2 separate regions of the Sus scrofa genome follow, and region 1 is linked to region 2. Evidence: chromatin contacts called from public promoter capture Hi-C data. All regions are on one chromosome and are shown on one strand. Each heading gives the region's core, a stretch centred on a gene start, on an enhancer-like site or on the middle of the called end of the contact. The rest is flanking DNA. Distances are from core to core; before and after follow the strand shown. Region 1 holds the start of HSF2BP (heat shock factor 2-binding protein). Region 2 holds the start of CRYAA (alpha-crystallin A chain).

What was found. Promoter capture Hi-C pulls out the DNA fragments that hold promoters and counts their contacts.
Region 1: a promoter capture Hi-C map of fetal skeletal muscle shows a contact between it and region 2, with 7 times the contacts expected there. The contact joins the promoter of HSF2BP here to the promoter of CRYAA in region 2. A contact is called at or near these places in 2 of 5 promoter capture datasets (fetal skeletal muscle and liver) and 1 of 2 datasets of contacts at active chromatin or transcription factors (skeletal muscle).

Annotation. Positions count from the first base shown.
Region 1 is chr13:206,627,827-206,631,687 of Sscrofa11.1, reverse strand. It overlaps HSF2BP (heat shock factor 2-binding protein), which reads left to right and starts at 2,537. Exons shown (of 9, transcript XM_021071073.1): 1 at 2,537-2,684; 2 at 3,668-3,861. RRP1B (ribosomal RNA processing protein 1 homolog B) reads right to left here and starts at 2,512. Exons shown (of 15, transcript XM_021071070.1): 1 at 2,310-2,512. The coding sequence starts at 2,439.
Region 2 is chr13:206,291,904-206,295,966 of Sscrofa11.1, reverse strand. CRYAA (alpha-crystallin A chain) reads right to left here and starts at 2,090. Exons shown (of 3, transcript XM_021069290.1): 1 at 1,836-2,090; 2 at 415-537. The coding sequence starts at 2,024.

The sequences.
Region 1 (3,861 bases), core at 1,288-3,787, 340 kb before region 2:
TAAGCCTGTTAGTGAGACTCAGAGGTCAGGCCAAGTTACCTCCACACCTGTTTCTACTCTGATGGAGCACAGCTGTGGCACGGATCTTGTTTATTTCGTCCCGTCATCACCGTCAACGAAACCTTATTTAGTTTTGGTTGTGCCCGCGGCACTTGGAGGTTCACTGGCCAGGGCCCGAACCCAACCGCAGCTGTGGCGAGAGCCACAGCAGCGACAACGCTGGATCCTTAACCCGCTGAGCTGCGAGGGAGCTCCTACGACATGCACTTTGCGTTTACCTTCCTCGAGGCCCACTCGGCTCCCCAGACTGCGGATGTGGTGTCTAACAGGAAGCAGCTTGAGGTGTGATGGGCGCTCGCCAGGCAGGACCCTGGGCACCGCTGCATGCCCTGGCCTCCTGCCCCCGCAGCACCTCAGCACTTCAGAGCCAGAGCCTGTTCCCCACAGAGCTTTGAGCACCGGGTCCTGTCCGGCTGCCTCAGCCCTGTGCTTCTGCATCTGGTTCCTGTTCTTGTGCCCTGGCAGCCCTGGGACCTCGGGATGTGCTCCCGCTTCCAGCTAAGGAAGCAGACAGAGGCTTACGGCATTTTGGGGGAAGAACGACACATCAGCAGATAAGCTAAGTGCCACAATGGGGACATATCAGACACTTCAGACTTGTAGAGAAGTGGGGGGAGAGGACAGGGAAGGCATTTCAGAAAAGCGATACTGGACTGACTGCTGTGAGTGGATCAAGTGGGCGGGGGAGCTTTTCAGAGTGAACAGAGGCGAAAGTGGGAGAGTGTGGAGGAATGGTGTACGGTAGCCCAGGACCCAGTGTGAAGCAGCCGCACAGGGGCTGAGGTGGGGGACAGAGGAGGACATGTCACCACCAGCAAGGCCAGAACTTCAGGAAGGTGGTGATACAGTTGTTTCAGGAAGATGCGCCAGGCTGTTTCATGGAGCGTGGGTTTAAGGGGGCACACATGCAGGTGTTAGATCAGTTAGGAGGTAAGCGTGTCAAAGCCTCGATGAGATGGAGGAGCCTTCAGTAAGGGCAGAGAAATTTAGGAGATGCGACCAAAGGACACTAGATGCAGGGCTGGGGGACAAAAAGAGGAAGAGGCGTCCAGGACCATATACCCTGCGTCCAACTGGAGTCTGAGTGGAGGATGGGAACTAGTGCCCAAAATAAAAGAGCAGAAGAAGATGAGCCTCTGTGGGGCATTCTGAAGCCTGAGGACATCCAGGTGGAGGTGCCAGGTGGGAAGGGCATATCTGAGCTGCAAGCAGCAAAGGTCTGGGTTAGAAAGTTCGGTTTAGGAACACACAACATTTATGGAATAAGAGGAAATCAAGTCTGTCAGGAAGACCCTAACAGATTTGAAGTCAGGAAGTCTGGCTTCGTTCCTCTTCCTAGGACTTCCCAGGAGAGTTTATCTTCTTTTTCCCAGAAGCCTTCAAAAGAAGGCTAACTGAGCGATCAGCACAGGGGGAGACATCCATTCTTTAAAACAGACTCAATGTATTAACACTAGCAGCAAATCGGACTTTTCCTCAGTGCAATAAAAAACTTCACCGCACTGTAATCCATGCCTTCAAAGGTTTACACCGGACCGGGTAAATACGATTCCTCAATGGCACCCCGCTGCAGTTAAAACCCAAACTGAAGAGCCCGCTGTGACCTGGCCACTGCCTACTTTCCCAACTCGCGTCCTAACACCCTCCCTCTCTCTCACTTACCGCTCTTCCAGCTCCTCATTCGTGCCCCGGCTCAGATCTGGAGAACATCACCCCGAGAGGCCTCCCTGCAACAGTCTTTGGAGAGGAGCTTCCCCGTTCCTCGGTTTTCATTTCCTTTACTCCACTTACACGAGTTCCGTTTCAGTTATCTATTCCCCCCCCCCCCCGCCAGATTTCCCGGGATAAATTCCTCGGGGGTAGGGATTCGGACTTCTCCGTCCTGGTCAACTGAAGGCGTGACTCAAGGAAGAGCGCACCAGAATCAAACAGGTGAGTGCACTGATCCCACGTGCAAGCTCTGGGAGGGCAGACTGGGACGGTTCTCGGCTTTCCGGCTCACCGGGACCCTCAGCGGACCACCTAACCCCCTCCGCCGCCGCCGCTCAACCGGAGAACCGGTGGAGACCCCGCAGGAAGTGGACACAGAGAAGCACACGGCTGTGCCGCACGCTCTCCCCGCTCCGCCCGCGGCTCCCCGGGCCCGCCCCCCACTCCCGCCAGGACCCCCCCCCCACCGCGGCTCCCTCCCCTCACCCCCGCTCCCCCACCCCGGCCGCCATGTGCGCGGCGGACCGCAGGGAGCCCACCTGTCTCCCTCTGTGTCTTCACGCTGATGTACTGGCGCAGCTTCTTCACCGCCCGGTCTCGGATGCCCTTCTCGTGGGACGCCAGCCGTTGAGCGAACTGGATCTCGGCCGGCTGCATGGCGGGGGCCATCGCGCCCGTTGGAGCATCCCCGGCCGCAGCCCGCCGCCGCCGAGCGCCCGCCGCCGTGCCGCGACTGCGCAGAAGGCGCCGGCGCGCGGGCTGATGACGTCACAAAGGCGCCGCTCGCCGCTCGCAGAGCGTTCCGCGAGCTGCGGGCCGGGCCCCGGCGGAGCGACGCTCCTCCGGTGCGCGTCGCGCCTCTCCGCCGCCGCCGCTGCCTCTCGGTCGCCAAGGCTCGGGCCGTTGAGGGCGAGGTTAGCCAGCGCTGGGTGTAGGCCGGGAAGAGACGGAGGGCCAGTTTTGCGTGGTCTGGAATCTTGCCCACTTCACAAAATCTCCATCCAACCGACCCGCAGCTGTTCCCGGGAGATACACGGCACCGGGTTTTTACGTTGGCCTCCTCGGGCCGCGGTGGGAACGGGGTTCTGGCGGGAGGTTGCGGGCAGCCCGCTGGAGGGGCGCCCGGAGCCGGGGCGAGGACTGGGTGCGTGTGCTGGTGCGTGCACCCGCGGGCCTGGAGAGCGCGTACTCCGGGCACTCGGACAGTGTCGGCTTGTGTCCGGCTTTGGACAGAAGTCCTAGTTGTGCGATAATCGGTACCTTTTTTTTTCTTTGGTGTTTTTGTATTTTTCCAGGGTCGCACCCACGGCATATGGAGGTTCGCCGGCTAGGGGTTTAATGGGAGCTATGGCCGCCGGCCTACACCACAGTCATGGCAACTCGGGGTCGAGCTGCGTCTTGGACCCACACCACAGCTCACGGCCACGCCAGATCCTTAACCCACTGGGCGAGGCCAGGGATCGAACCTGCAACCTCATGGTTCCTAGTCAGATTCGTTAACCACCGAGCCACCACGGGAACTCCCGTAACCGGTACCTTTGAACCCAGAGCTTGCACCATATGTTACGAACTCAGTGGGCATATGGGGGCTAGTGAATGGACCAAACGATGTCTCCCAGTCCATGGGGTCGTCTCAGTTCCTTAACCTGCTGGCCGGACTGAGGCTCCCTTATCTGGGGCAGACACCGCCGCCGCCGCCGGCGGAGCCTGTTGTCAGAAAGCTTCGACCTTCGCGAATGGAGTTTGGAGCTGAGCGCGCGAGAGGGGCCGCCGGCGGCTGCTTCGCGTGAACGCATGGCCCCTTAGTCTAAATAACACCCCTCGCCAAACATCAAGGACCCGAATCGAGTGATTTCACTGGACACTGACACGTGGGTCTCCCTGTTCTTCTTTGCAGTTAACAAGTTACGACCTCGGCCAAAGCCGGACGAGCCCACGCGGGATCTCGCCTCCACACCCCCGGCCCGTGGGGACCGCGATGCAGCGAAAGCTCTACGAGGTCTGAGCCTCGCGGCTCCCCGTACCTGACCCCGGCGTGGACGCGTTCCCGCGCTCGCCGGCGTGAGGGGTCCGCGCGTGCGCGCCCGCGCA
Region 2 (4,063 bases), core at 841-3,340:
GCTCCCTGCCGAACGCCAGGTCAGAAAGTCTCGCCTGGGCCAAGGGCGTCCCCTTCTCCTGACACTCGGGGCCCAGCTCAGCCCCAGGCCAACTCGCTCCTCTCCAGCGGGGAGAGCTCTGGGGAGATCCCCGGTCCCTAAGGGCTGCGAGGCTGCGGGCCCCCCAACCCAGCTGTGCCCCCCGCTCGAGACAGTCGGTCTGAGAGGACGGGGAGCTGGTCCCGCCCGGGGTGCGGGGGGAGCTCTGAGTGCACCCACGTCCCCAGGGTCCTTCCTAACCTCACCTCGTCCCTCAGGCGGTTTGGACGGAGCGGGGGACCGCCTGCGGGCACGGAGGGCTCCGGCAGGGCCCCCTGGGGGGGGGCGGGGGCGGGGGGCAGCCCCCCGCACGGGGCCCAGGCGGCGCCCGCTCACCTGCCGCTCGTTGTGCTTGCCGTGGATCTCCACGAAGTCCTCCTGCACCTTCACCGTCAGGTCCTCGGGGGAGAAGTGCTTCACGTCCAGGAAGATGACAAACTTGTCCCGGTCGGACCGGACCTGGAACCAAGCACCCGCGTGGGTCTCCCGGGGCTGCGGCTGGGAGGCGACTGGCCGCGGCCCCTACAGAGCTGACCGGAACGGCCGGACTGGGGAGGCGACGTGCTCGCCCCCGGTTGTCAGAGCCGAGGCTGCAGTCGGGGCCCTCACCTCCCCCTCCATGTCCCCACGGGACAGAGGGACCCGTGACTCAGGCCCACGTGGCCACCCAGCTGACCACCAGAACCTCGGGGCCTGGTTGGCAAGGGGTTGGCGGACTGGTTTGGGGTTGAGCGGCTGGTTGGTTGTGTTAGATGGCTGGTAGTGAATTGCGGGGCTGGTTGTAGTTGCAGGGCTCATTACAGGTTGATTGACTGGCTGGTTATGGTTCCTGAGCTGTTTATGGTTGGAGGGCTGGCTATAGGTTGGTTGGCTAGCTGGTTATGGTTAGTGCTTGGCCGGCCTGTAGGACCGAGCACCGGGAGCTGGACCGCTGCCCTTGGCCTCAGCGCTCGCCTCTCTGTAAACAGCCTGGGGCCCCGTCTGTGCCAGACGCGCGGTGCCCGCGGGCCTACACAGGCTGCCAGCTCCTGGCACACAAAGCCCTTTCAGTCCCCTCTCCTGTTCCTGCCCTGGCTCGGGACACTCGTTTGGCCTCCTTTGGCCCCTGGAGTGATGGGCCTTGCACCAGCTCTGGACAAGCCTCTGTGTTTTAGGCAGTGGTAAGACCTGGCGCCTCCAAAAGGCTGGACCCTGGGGGACGGAGGCCAGGGGCCTGCTTGCTGGCCCGTGGGGCCTGGCCTTGGGCTCCCGGGCCAGCTCAGGAAGAGCCCACTGGCTGCAGCTCCACGGCCACGGAGGGGCTTCAAACAGGACCCTCCTGCCGGACTCAGGCAGCGCAGCACACCTGAGGCTTCCTGCTGAAGGGGAAGCACAGCTGCCAAGCGCCAGGCTCAGCCGCCATCGCCCTGCCTCCGAGGGGCTGTCCTTGGGGTGCCTGGCCCACAGCGGGGCATCACCAAGGGTACACTGTCATGGGCTCGTGGGAGGAAAGGACAGGGGGGGCTCAGGCAGCTCCCCCTCCCACCACCCCCAGGGGCTGGGGCGCTCTGCTGGGGGGACAGCCCACCGGGCCTCTGCACGTCCAGGGGGGAAGAGGTGGCAAGAGGGCGGAAAGTGGCCAAAGTGGCCCTGTGGCCATCCCCATCCACCCCACGGCACAAGCCGGTGTCACGTCCACTCCAGGCCGGCCCTCAGAGACCCCGCTCCCCTCGGGCCACGGCCCGGGTGCCCCGGGGGGAGCAGCGGGAAAGCCTTACCTCGGAGACGCCGGAGTCCAGCACGGTGCGGAAGAGGGACTGGCGGTAGTAGGGGCTAATGGTGGACGACAGGAAGGGCAGCAGGTCGTACTCGAAGAGGCCCTCGCCGAAGAACTGGTCGAACAGCCGGCTGGGGTAGAAGGGGCCCAGCGCGCGTTTGAACCAGGGGTGCTGGATGGCAATGTCCATGGCGGACGTCGGCTCTGCAGGACCCGGGGCAGGCGGGGCTCTGGGCAGGGGCCTCTGGGCAGCTGGGTGGGGAGCTGGGACCCGGGCCCTCCCTATATACGCCGGGGAAGAATGGAGGCATTAGGGGGATTTGCCCGGAAAGCGTGAGCTCAGGAGGGCGGCCGCCCCGTCAGCAGAAACGCGGCTGGGCTGAGTGCCCACGTCTCCAGCCCCGCCTGCGGCGCTGAGCCGCCCAGAGCCTGGGCACCAGGCGCACAGCATCCCAAGGGGCGTCTCTCCGCGGGCTCTGTGCCCCACCCTCCAGGGGCTTCTGGGGGTTCTCTCATCTCCCTGTCCCTAGGCCTGGGCCTGTGTGTGCCAGGACCGTGCCTGTGGTCTGCGTATGTGGTCCCGTGGGTCCCACAGCCACTTGCAAGTGGGAGCTCAAAACCCTGTGTCACAGACGGGAAAACAGGAATAGAGGCTGAGCAAGTGGTCCCCAAAGCCCTCGGCTATGCGGTGAGGCTGCATTTGTGTGCGAGTGTGTGTCATTTCAGGGCTGCACCTGCAGCATATGGAAGTTCCCAGGCTAGGGGTCAAATCAGAGCTACAGCTGCCAGCCTATACCACAGCCACAGCCACGCCAGATCCGAGCCGCATCTGCAAGCTACACCACAGCTCACAGCGACACCGGATCCCAAACCCACTGAGCGAGGCCAGGGATGGAACCCGCAACCTCATGGATCCTAGTTGGATTCGTTACCACTGAGCCACAAAGGGAACTCCTGCATTAGGTTTTCAAAATAGAATTAATTACCTCTATTAGTTCTTCCTGATTTCAAAAATTATGCCACTTATAAAACACTGGAGAAAGACGGGAGTTCCCGTTGTAGCTCAGAGGGTTACGAACCCAACTTGTATCCACGAGGATGCAGGTTCGATCCCTGGCCTCACTCAGGGGGTTAAAACTCCGGCGTTGCCATGAGCTGTGGTGCAGATTGCAGATGTGGCTTGGATCCCGCCTGGCTGTGGCCTCAGCTGCAGCTCTGATTCACCCCCTAGCCTAGGAACTTCCATATGCTGCTGGTATTGCCCTAAAAAGAGAAAAAAAAAAAATCTGGGGAAAGACAGAAAGTGCAGAGCGGAAACTAAAAATGGCCTTGATTCCGGCACCGAGGAGCCCTGTTGCGGGGTCCAGGTGCATCCAGAGCTGGAGGCAGGTGTGGTATGGTAAACAGAGAAACCCCACATCCTAGGGTCTCCTGGACACCGTCCCTGCAAACCTGGAGGCCTGGGAATGGACAGAGCCACCGACCTTAAGCCAGGTGCCCTGTCCCTCTTACTGGCCTGGTGCCCGGCTTGCTCCCATCCCTGTGGTCCTTCCAGCTATGGCCCTGCATGCCTTCCAGGGGGGACCTTCCCCACTCAGGGCACTCCTGGTTTTCAGGCTTTCATGTCTTTTAGCAGCTTGGCCCTTGGGGAGCCTTATGCTAACATTACAGCCCTTGCCTGCCTGCAGCACAGAGAAGGGCTCTCCCTCCCGTCTCCAGAGATGCTTCTCATTCTCCCTGTGCCTCCTCAGGTCCCCAGGTAGCTTCTGACCACCGTCCCCCGCCCCCCCTCCCCCCCCCCCCCGTTTGTGGAGTAAGTGCATCCTCAAAGCCCTCAGAATCCTGGCACATGCACCTCCACACCCCAGACTCTGCAGGTGGGAAAGAGCACCTGCCTGTATCTCAGCAGGACGGCGTCTGACGCAACCAAGACGGGATTGGTGTCAAAAGCGGGAATCCCAGAGCCTCTCCCTGGCAGCCCCTCTCCAATAAACAGCGCATGGGATCAAACCCTGCCTCCCTGCCCTTGCAGCCCCTCCTATGTGCATCTGGCTGGTGGTCAAGGGCCCAGAACAGTCTGGAGATGCCAGCCTTTGCTCTGCAAGCCTACACCCTCAGCAGGTAATCCTGGGGGCATCAGCCAAATTGGGGTACAGACCATTACTGCTTCGGGGAGTGGAGGGCACCCCCCCTACCTCAGGCCATGCTGCTGGCGACCTCGTGGTGCTT